Linked DNA regions of Mus musculus: region 1 is linked to region 2. Evidence: chromatin contacts called from public HiChIP or PLAC-seq data. All regions are on one chromosome and are shown on one strand. Each heading gives the region's core, a stretch centred on a gene start, on an enhancer-like site or on the middle of the called end of the contact. The rest is flanking DNA. Distances are from core to core; before and after follow the strand shown.

What was found. HiChIP or PLAC-seq counts read pairs in DNA pulled down with a chosen protein or histone mark.
Region 1: an H3K27ac HiChIP or PLAC-seq map of hepatocytes shows a contact between it and region 2, with 3 times the contacts expected there. The contact joins the enhancer-like site here to the promoter of Adipoq in region 2. A contact is called at or near these places in 3 of 39 promoter capture datasets (embryonic stem cells, liver and trophoblast stem cells), 1 of 15 datasets of contacts at CTCF or cohesin (pro-B cells), 2 of 484 Hi-C or Micro-C datasets (the HPC-7 cell line and nephron progenitors), 2 of 115 datasets of contacts at active chromatin or transcription factors (embryonic stem cells and hepatocytes) and 2 of 9 other capture datasets (adipose tissue and liver).

What each region holds. Positions count from the first base shown.
Region 1 is chr16:23,462,397-23,468,119 of GRCm38.p6, reverse strand. It overlaps a transcript of Masp1 not described here. Among named protein-coding and RNA genes, the nearest start is that of Rtp1, 36 kb to the right of the region's middle. Within about 2 kb of position 4,284, at least 4 of the 459 cell types and tissues checked have an H3K27ac peak or open chromatin away from gene starts, as enhancers often do. A contact at or near this core is called in hepatocytes and liver, where this site is marked.
Region 2 is chr16:23,142,507-23,147,999 of GRCm38.p6, reverse strand. It overlaps Adipoq (adiponectin, C1Q and collagen domain containing), which reads right to left and starts at 1,464. Exons shown (of 3, transcript NM_009605.5): 1 at 1,359-1,464. RefSeq lists an enhancer at 3,451-3,613.

The DNA of each region.
Region 1 (5,723 bases), core at 3,035-5,534, 320 kb before region 2:
AGACAAAACAGAGCTATGTGTATACCGATGTTAACAGAAGCCAAGTGAGCTAACTGTCACCAAAGGAATGAGATCTAAGTATTGTGAGGATGTAATTAAAAGAAGGTGCAACTCTGTATAACTACGGAGACTCAGAATGGCTTAGCAGAGGTGACAGAGACCACAGGGGAGGATGGAGGAGGGGCACAGTGGACAAGAGAGGAAAAGTAGGCAGGAACAGGCATTAGTCGAAGATGCAGGAGACACTGACAGACAGTCATAAAAGCCCTGCTCCACACTGTCTTCTAGCCAGAGATTCTCTGAGTGCATCCTGTTAGATTCATGTTGTGGTACTAGTTGTCAAATACTGCTAACTGCTGATTCTTCTCACCTGGAAATTTTGAGTTCAGCAGATCTGAGTACAGCTAGCCTGTCAGGGAAAGTGGCAGGACAAGACCGAACGACTGAGTGTCTTAGTGAGACATGGCAAATCCCCACCATGCAAGGTAATGCAGACAAGGGAGCTTAGGCCCAGATCAGTGGTGCAAAGGTTGGGCTGTAGGCATCTTGTAAGATGCTGCACAAATGGGAATGCAGGGCCAGCATCTCGCACTGTGAGAGCCGGGCACACACATGGTTTGCCTTCATTTGGGGTTTGTATCATACTTTTGGGTGTGTGTCATGCTTTGTATGGTGTTGAGAACTAAAACAATGCTAAATTAGCCTTTGAAAGCTTTACACACTGCTGGATTCAAAGACTGTCATGTCTTGAATTTGACTACATTTCTGATTTGTACTTTCCATTAGCTATGTTGACTTTGTACTGTGGCCTGTGGCTTATTTGGAGTGCATGCTGGGACGTGTAACAGGGAGATACAGTGGCCTACATCTAGCAGTTTTCCATCAGCATAATGGCTGATAAGATACAGACATGAAAGACAAGGGAGGTAACAAGAATGTGGCCAGCTTGGACATCAGAAGAGGTCTGGAATAACCGGGGGAAGGAGGAAGGTGTGTGGATGATGAGGGTGAGGGCTCAACTTCGCTAGGTTTGAAGGGCTCTCTAGCAACCCCCCTGAAAGTGTGCATCACCAGTAAGGAACCGTGAACTTCAGAAGAGAGGGCACTTTGAAGGCAAGAATTGCTACTCACCAGCCGTAGGCGGAATAAGGCCTGGAGATAAACAGTATTGTCTGGTGGAAGATTGCAAAATACAAAAGGAAGCCAAGGGTTTCCAAGAGAACACCAAGGCAGAAGATTAAAGACAAGGGGGAAAAGTGCTTCAACAGCCAAGAAGAGAGTCTGGAGAGCTGTGAAGTAGTTACCCATGTGCTGTGGCCTGAGGGCCTTGGCAAAGGCCTCTGGGGTGGACGTTCATCAAGGTAGGATCCACGCTGCCATTGTTCTTTCTGAGGGACTGTCAGGGTGCAAGCTGCCTGTGTTTGAACTATCTAACACCCCAGTCTCCCTCTATCCTCTCTCTCCCTCTTAGGCAACCCCCCTTCTTCCATCCAGCCTGAAAGGCTTTCCACTGTCCCCTGAGAGGCAGGAAGCTGCAGTAGCATCATCCTCTCCCGGTGGCATCCAGGAAAAATCTTGTTCAGTTCGCAGGCTCTGCTTCCTTCAAACACACAAATCTTTTATTCTTACCACAGTTCCTAACTTCAAACAAAAGTCTGTTTTCCCCTCCCTCTGTTTCTGCTTTGTTCTTTGAAGTTGAAGTCTATCTATCCTTCACTTAAAAGGATGGCCAGCTTTGGTGGTTGGGGAGCTATGGACAAAAAGAGGTTGTAAGAACACATCAGACAATTTCAAAACCAGCATTCTACCACTTATGGAAATATCAGTGTGGAGGTTCCATTTAAGACCCAAAGCTACCAGAGTATATGTCTATAGAATATTCCAATGGCTACTTTATTTTTAAGTATGATCAGTAAATAACACTTTTATCTAAATCCAGGTCCAAAGAGAGGAAAGAATATGAAGGGTTTGTGTTCTGTCTTCTTTGGTGTGGCTTCATTGCAAGGGAAAAGAGACACTGTGGGACATGCATGCATGTGTGTGAGTGTGTGTGTGTATATGTGTGTGTATGCATATGAAAAGCCTTGACTCTGTTTTGTAGAAGAAGAAGAGTTAAAAATATAGATGGGCATCCATCCCCATGTCCTGAGTGTCTGCTGGAATGGAGCTTGATGTTGGCTGGGGCCAGTGCCTAAACTACTTACAGCACTGAGAGAAGCTAAGAATGTGGTCAAGGGTGCAGCATATTCACCAGTGATTCAGTTCAGTCTTTGCTTTGAAAGTGGCTCATGGCTGCCTGGATCCGGAGAGTTCTAAGGGACCTGCGAGCCATATTGCTCAGAGTTAATGATGCTGGCTGGAGCGGAGCAAGCCCAGGGTTGGGGGTCAGGTGATCCAGAATTATATTCTTGCCATTTCTCCATAGAGTAACTTTTGGCAAGCCAGAGACTTCCTTTAGACTTTGACTTCTTGAGGTGTATGATAGGAGGAACACACTGGATGGTTTCTAAGGGCATTCAGCCATAGGCTTGTCTGTGGATCCACAGCAATGGATGCAGCGGATAAGGGGATTAAGCAGAAAGACCTTCATTGTGGTAGCGTGCAACTCCACAGACCTGGAGGAAGGCTGTGTCTGAGGATAAGAGCCCCCAGTGATGGAGCATGAAGCTTCCTTACTAGGAATCTAACATTTTTTTGAGTGACAGAAAACCAACATCAATAGGGAAGGGTAGGGAAAAAGAAAGGGGGGGGGGATCTACAGGTTTACATAACTGAAAAAAACCATGACCAAACCCAGTAGGTTTGGTTTCTTACCAGAACTCAGCACTGGGATGTGACACTGGCCTCAGCCCTTCACCTTCTATCCCACTCTTCTAACAGAATGATAAGCTGGTAACCCCAATGGGTAAGGTGGAGTACAGAGTGTGACCTGTTCCTCCCTCCCTTGGCTACAGTGTGTGGTGTCCCCAAGTTCTCCCGGAAGCAGATCTCCAGGATCTTCAATGGCCGCCCAGCCCAGAAGGGTACCATGCCATGGATTGCCATGCTGTCACACCTGAACGGACAACCCTTCTGTGGGGGTAGCCTTTTAGGTAAGGAGAAAGTGAAGGGGCGAAAGACCCAGGGCTGGGAACAGGGTGAAAGCTAAGGACCAACCTTCCCTTGAATCTTCATTGAGAATCACTGCCCCATAAAGACAGTGTGGACAAGGGAGGCTGCAGCTGGAACCAGGGGAGGCATACTCCTGTTCTCATTCCCTGAGCTGTAGAACTGATTCTGGTGAGTCTCCTGACAGACTGTTGAATACAAGTTACAAGTCAAGGTACATACATGTGACATGGAGCAGGGATGTGCCAAAGCTGCCAGATCAGAGAGAACCACATGCAACACACACACACACACACACACACACACACACACACACACACACACACACCCTCCCAACCACCATCAATACCAGTAGCAGTCTTGGAAGTCAGGGGAAATGGGCTTTAAAGACTCTTCAATGTGTACTTGAGAAGTCATATCAGATCCTGGGAAATGAAACAGGTTTCCAGGCACATTCTGACCAGTTCAATGGGGGTTAGGGCACAGGACAGGACCAAGAAAGAGAAGGGAAAAGCAGATAACCAGAGAACACCAGGGACAGACTGAGACAAAGGGGGCAGCAGACATGGAACCTAGAATGTAAGAGGGAGAGAACTAAAAACAGAGTAAGACAGAAATAAAGGTGACAAATGACAAGTAGAAAGAGACTAGTAGGCCCCAAGACACCCAAGGGAGAGGAAAGATCAGGAAAGAATAACGGGAAGGTGGAACTCTGTTGAAGGAAGGAGAGGCAGAGAGATGGAGAAGAAGAGTCAGGGCAGTGGAAGGAAGGGAGACCATTTGTCATGTTCCCAACTTTGTTAGAAGAGTGAAAAATGGACTTTACTCATTGCTTTAAGACTTTGAAGTTGCTTTTCAAACATTGACTTTTTATGTCAATAATGTTCATCCGGTGTCAGAACTGGTTGCACATTTATGTTGGAAAGCTGAAATTCACTTTACCACCAACCCAGCTAAAAGCTCCTTCACACTGGCCCTTCCCGACAGCTCTGCAGATCTGTAATCTCTGCTGCTGCTATTCTTTGTGATAGAGGCAGGGAAAATAGGAGAGAGCAGAGAGACCAGGAGGGTTTTAATAGACTGAAGAAAAGCAAGAACACTGTCTCTGTGTCCACACTGATGGGGGCTGGGGAGCTGGCAGAGTTCAAAGGTGAAGTTAATCTCTGGGCAAGCCAGAGCATACACATGGACTCATACAGAAAGCCCTGCTCTAAAGCAGGATTTCCTAACCTGGGTACCTCAGCCCACCTTACCCACTGCTCCAATAATCCCTAGGCATGGGCAGGTTCAGGGTGTGCCTGGGGAAAGAGAATGTTCTGTTCTGAGATTTGTCCGGAACATGTGACTCCTTCTGAGGGGGACAAGTGGATTCGGGAGCTGCTTCAGAAACAGCCTCTGCCTTTGACTCTGAACTACAGCCTAGGCCAGACCAGCCCTGTCTGAAATGCTTTTGTTTTTTTTCTGCTTGGTTTCCACTGGATGTATCCAGGCCTTAGTTATTGCTGTTAGCTCCACTGAAGGAAGAGCTAAAAGCTTGACTCTGCCTTAGGCAAACACCAAAAACGTATTCATTCAGGGCAAGATGGCAGCCAAGAAGTACGCTAGGATACTAATCAAGAAACACTAGCTTACTGTCACTCCGGCCACACCACTGTTCTGAAGGCCTGTAGTTGTAATGACTTGGACTGGCTCCGAACAGTAGTCCTCAGCCTCAACTGCAGTCAAATTACCAGAGGATCCTTTTATATGCTTCTGCTGCATATGGCCGGGATGCAGGTCACAATGACACCTTTCCTAATTCTTCAGGTGATTCCAATGTGCAGACGCCTCGCTGACTGCTAACCATAGTTCTCAGTACTTGCCAAGTAGTCATGTTCACAGGAACTACTTGGGAGATCTTGATAATGACATTCTTCATTTCTAAGGAAACTCCAGGTACCCCTAATACTGACATCAGGGCTACATCCAAGCAAGCAAAGCCGAGGATGATGGCAGTCCTCACCAGATTTTTTTTTATTAATTGGTTATTTTATTTATTACATTCCAAATGTTGCCCTTCTTCACAGTCTCCCCTCTGCAAACTCCTCATCCCAACCTCCCCCCTGTTTGCCTCTAAGAGAGTGCTCCCCCACTCACCCACTCCCTCCTCACCCCTCTAGCATCCTCCTACACAGGGGCAACAAACTTCCACAGGACAAAGGGCCTATGCTCCCATTGATGGCATATAGGGCAATCCTCTCCTACATATGTAGCTGGAGCCACGGACCCAGGCATGTGTACTCTTGGTTTGGTGGTTTAGTCCCTGAGAGCTCTGGGGTGTCAGGTTAATTTATATTGTTGTTCTTCCTATGGGGTTGCAGTCCCCTTCAGCTCCTTCAGTCCTTCCCCTAACTCTTCCATTGGGGTCCCTGGGTTCAGTCCAAAGGTTGGCTATGAGTATCTGCATCTGTCTTAGTCATATGCTGGTAGAGCCTCTCAGAGGACAGCCATAGTAGGCTCCTGTCTGAGAGTACTTCTTGGATCAGCAATAGTATCGGGCTTTGATGTCTGCAGATGGGATGGATCCAAGATGGAACAGTCTCTGGATGGCCTTTCCTTCAGTCTATGCTCAATTT
Region 2 (5,493 bases), core at 215-2,714:
TGACAGAGACAAGAATATCCCTAGAGATCAATGACCTCAGTCTGGCCTTCTTCGTCACGCTCCAGGTTCTGAGAGACCTTGTCTCAAAAAAATAAGGCAGAGATTAAGAAAGACACCTCATATGGAGAGACCCCTCTGGCTTCCACATACACATGCACACAGGATCACACACACAAGGCTAGAAGCAAGCCCTGTGCCTTGTAAGATTCCTCGAAACACAGGGAGAGAGGCATCAAGGATTTCTCACTAAGCCTTGGGAACCAAACTGCTCCAAGAACCAAGATGCACTCTCACGCCCCTCTGGCCTGCTCCACCTGCCCTCTTGTCCACAGAATGACTCTGATCAAATTCTCTGCCATCCTTTTGAATGACATCACAGGGGGAGTGAGGTGGCTCCTCTTGTGAGGCTTGATTCAGAACCCATTCTCAGCATGCACTTGCTCCCTGCACTTGGGAGCCAGGGAGGCAGGTGGATCCCTGTGAGTTCAGTGATGGCCTGGTCTTTATAAATTCCAAGCCAGTCAGGAATATATAGTGACACCCAGTCTCAAAAACAAAATTTCTTCAGACGAGGGACTTACGTATCATGACACACAAGAGGCTGCCTTGACTTCCAAACCCCTCCCTCCTTCATCTCCTCTACCTCCATGGTTCCGATGCTGTGTTCATGGAGCAAGAATTAGGTTTAACAACGACAAAGCAGGTGCAGTGCCTCTGTCAGAAAATATCTTTCAAAATGAGGCTTTCTGTCCAGATTGCCACTATTTTCCAGGTTCTCACCACTTTGTGTCACCCAATCCCCTAAAATGTCTCTATGCAGACAGATGTCCCCAACTCCTCCGAGCACACCCATGTTTTCACTCACAGCCCTGACAAAGTGTTCTACAGCGCATGCTCCGTGCATATCTGCTCAGTAGAACTAAGTGATAGAGACAGATCCTACAGTCTGACCTCAACTGGACTTCCTCGGGCTGCCCTCTCTGCCTGCTTCTCCTGTCACTGTAACTCTTAAAGCCGAGAAGCAACAGATCCCACTTTCCAACAGAGTCTCATCTGTGGATCGACCCTCCTACCTCACTATCTCCAGGTTCTTTTTGCAGTGGGCATCCTGCCATCAAATGAACAGGGCAAACTTCCGGTTAGGCTCAAGCTTGTGGACCGAAAGGTTATTGTTTCTTTCTTAGAGCTTTGAAGAGTTAAAGAAAAGCCCCAAAGCTTATCTGCCCCAACCATGTTTCCAAGGCCTGAGTTTTCTCAACATCTACCTTCACACTGCTGCAGAGAGCAAAATCTGAACACAGCCCAAGTGGGATTCTGCATTCATACCCAGCCAGCCGAGAATATAGAATTGTTCTTACCTTTTGGTGTCGTCAGATCCACTGACAATCGTACAGACAGAAATGAGGAGAAAGTGGCCAGGTCTCATTAGTCTGGTACTCATGGGGACAGGCAGACCCCAGCTTACCATTGGCCAACCCAGTCAAGGCCAATAGCCAATGAGTGGGCCCCTTGCTCCTGGCAGCTGCCTTAAGACTCCTTAGGGAACCTGGTTTAATCCAGCTTGGGTCTGGGAAGCCAAGTAGAGCTTCTGTCAAGCCATCCTGTTTCCAGGCTTTGGCCATTCTCTACCAGAGCAAGAGATGGGGCAAGGGTAAGGACAATAATTCAGCATGTTTCTGAGTGCAATGAAAATTATCCTCAAGTAAAATGATTGTTCAGGGGTCAGGAGACCTCCCTTTCCCATAAGTTTGTCCTGGAGAGTCAACAACACTAATTGTCACATGATACTCCCACTCTTTCTTTGTAACTAAATGTGAAGCTGTGTGGTTCAGGCATTACTATTTCAGTAAGAATGAAGAGGGGCTGTACTAGAATAAAAAATAGATGGACTGCAGGCATGGCTCAGTGGTTAAGAGCACTGGCTATTCTTCCAGAGGTCCTGAGTTCAATTCCCAGCACCCACAGTAATTCCATGGGATCCGCTGCCTTCTTTTGGTGTGCAAATATGCATGCAGCCAAAATACCCATATACATAAACAAATCTTTAAGCAATAGAAGGTGTGCTCCACTTGCTAGACCGGATCCCATACTGAGAAAAGACCATGTAGATGAATTCTGAGGGCTGTTGTACAGGAAGGTTCCTGGTGGGGTGTGAAGCAAGTTCAGGGGTCCAAATTCTAAAATCTGTGGTCCCTACATAATTCAAGCCCAGTGTCACAGAACACTTACCTTGACATTGGAGAACCATGTTCTAAGATTTTTCTGGGTAAGTTTCAAGCTAGTTTTTTAGAAACTCATTTTCTGTGAGTAGATAAACCTCAGTTTCCAGACTCCTTAAGTATATACCTTTTCTATCTATTATTAGCTCTGGGCTAACAGCCAACTGCAACTAGCAGTCACCACTCACTAAACTGCTCCTAAAAGGCTTGCAGTTGGCAAGGCAATACCTTGGGAGCCTCTCGGCGGACTCACATCTTATTTTTGAAAGACCAGAGCTGATTCTCGGGAGCACAAAGCTTTTGAATTAAATCGTGAATCCAAAAAGAACTCTGGATGCCAGCAGCTGCTCCAATAAGACACTCAGAGCTAGACTGCTCCCAGGCAAAGGCTGGCCAAGCATCTGCTTCCTCCAACTGCCACCTTCCACTGGCCACACAGAGCCTAAGAGTCATGCTTTTACTAGTGGATAGGACCAGCAGTGTCAACCCACCAAGGAAGGAGAGCCAAAATATGATCTTCCATCTTGTCTTCCTGTTAATGCACTGATGTTTCTAGAGAAATCACGTTAGGTCATGAAGATTAAGGACACAAGCTCATTTCCAAGGGCTGTTAGTTGTGACCCCATGGCCCTGGACACTTCCCAAGCAAACTGTATGAAGCAAAGGAGAGAGAAGAACTACAGCAACTCAAAGCTGTATCACTCTCTATCTTTCCCTTAGCGTTTTGCTTACTTTGTGTGTGTGTGTTGTTGTTGTTGCTGTTGTTGCATTTTCTTACTTATTTTGTATGTGTGTTACTGTCTTTCGCTTCTTACTGGAATGCAAACACGCTGGAGCAGGGGCTTTACCTACTTGAGGTTATGCTCCATAACCCCTAGACTAAGTAGTATCTTGTACAAAGTAAGTAACAAGCAATGTTGAGTCAAGGGGTAGTCGAGTCTTCCCATACAGATACCTGTGGTTGTCTCCCACTTAATGAAGAAGCCAGAAGCCAGTAAGAGGGAGAGACACAGACCCAAGGCACGAAGCTAGATCTCTCTGACCACAAAGGGCATACGCTCCCCAATGCCTCGTGGTCTTCACCTCTGCTCAGTTATAGCCTCCGGGTTAGCTCTGGACCCCTGTCCCATATAGGAACACTGCTGGTTTCAGCAGATTCTAACTATTGCACAAGACAGAGTGACTTTCACCCCAAAACCACATCAATACTTTGCTGGGTCTGGTAGACACCCGGGAGCATTGTGAAAGCCTATCATTTGGTGAACTCTCAGGGGAATCCGCCACTCACCACAGAGGGCATTGTGTAAAAACACACACTTGCTTAGCGACTAGAAGTGAAAAACATTCAACCACACATGTCTTGAGGCTAGGCGGTTTGGTTTTTTGCTGGGTGGTTTTTTTTTTTGCTTTGTTTTTGGCTTTGTTTTATTTTGATTTTTTTCTTTTCTTTTCCTGTTTTTTTTTTTCTTTTTTGGTTTTTGGTGTTTTGTTTTGTTTTGTTTTGTTTTGTTTTGTTTTGTTTTGTTTTTCAAGACAGTGTTTTTTCAGTGTAGCCCAAGCTATCCTGGAACTTGCTCTATAGATCAGACTGGCCTCAAACTCTCACCTCTGCCTCCCAAGTGCTGAGATTGACGTTCAGCAAGGCTGGGTTTACCTGGACAGATGTGTTACTGCCCAGAGTGAAGCAGCCACAGAAACGTGGTCCTTTCCTTCAGGAGCTCATGTTCACATCTCAATTCTCGCCTACATGCGAAGTGAGATACTTAAACAAAAGGCCAGATTTCCCCACAGGCCTGAGTTTCCTCAGTGTTTCCTGAATGTGGTTAAATTTCACTGTATATTATTGTTTAGTCATGACTTTAAAAAGACAATTTACTGAAACAACTAAACCTCAAATCAAATTTTGAGACATAACACTAACTGCAGAAGAGTGAGCCTGTCCTGCAGTACTCCAAATTTTTGGGCATTCAAGAAAGGAAAAATGTCTTTAATTTAGAAGTGTAACTCAGTGGTAGAGTGATTTACATTGACACCTGACCTCTATCCCTGATGCCTGAAATATAAAGAAAAGAAAAGCTGTGTTATCCACAGCTATTCTTCACTTCCTTTTTTTTTTTTTTTTTTTTTTTTTGGTTTTTCGAGACAGGGTTTCTCTGTGTAGCCCTGGCTGTCCTGAAACTCACTCTGTAGACCAGGCTGGCCTCGAACTCAGAAATCCGCCTGCCTCTGCCTCCCGAGTGCTGGGATTAAAGGCGTGCGCCACCACGTCCGGCTTTTTTTTGGTTTTTTGAGACAGGGTTTCTCTGTGTAGCCTTGGCTGTCCTGGAACTCACTCTGTAGACAAGGCTGGCCTCAAACTCAGAAATCCACCTGCCTCTGCCTCCCAAGTGCTGGGATTAAAGGCATCTGCCACCACTGCCCAGCTATTTTTTCATTTTCTGAGAACACTCCAGACTGACTTCCACTGAGATTGGACTAGTTATCATTCCCACCAGCAGTGAATCAAGTGCATCCCATCTGTCTACATCCTTGACAGAATGTATTGTTGTTTATTTTCTTATGAAAATGTTATTTGTTTTCTTATGACATTCTGACTGGGTAAAATGGGATCACAATGAGGTGTTGACTTGCTTTTCTCCGAAGGCCAGTGTATCAGATAAGTCATTTGGGGAGAGAACATCAGTTGGGGAAATGCTCCCACCAGACTGCCCTGTGGGCAAGCCTATGGGACGTTTTCTTGCTTGATGATTGAGGAGGTAAGGTCCAGCCCATTGTGGTGCTGTTACCATAGACAGGTGCTCATAGATGATATAAGAGAGCAGGCTAAGGGCTGGAGAGATGGCTCAGCAGTTAAGAGCACTGACTGCTCTTCCAGAGGTCCTGAGTTCAAATCCCAGCAACCACATGGTGGCTCACAACCATCTGTAATGGGATCCTATGCCCTCTTCTGGTGTGTTTGAAGACAGCTACAATGTACTTAGATCTAATAATAAATAAATCTTTAGACTGGAGCAACTGGAGCCAACTAGAGCAAGCAGAGGCCCTGAATTCTAATTCCCAGAAACCACATGATGGCTCACAACCATCAGTATAGCTACAGTGTACTCATTTCATGTATTTTATATACATAAAATAAATGAAATAAAATAAATCTTTAAAAACAAAACAAAACAGAGAGCCCTGCATAACTGTGTGGAGTGTTTCTTCCCCTATATCCTAGATGTCACAAGAGATACAAATACACTCTTTTGTCTGAGTCGTCTCATCGTTGGGT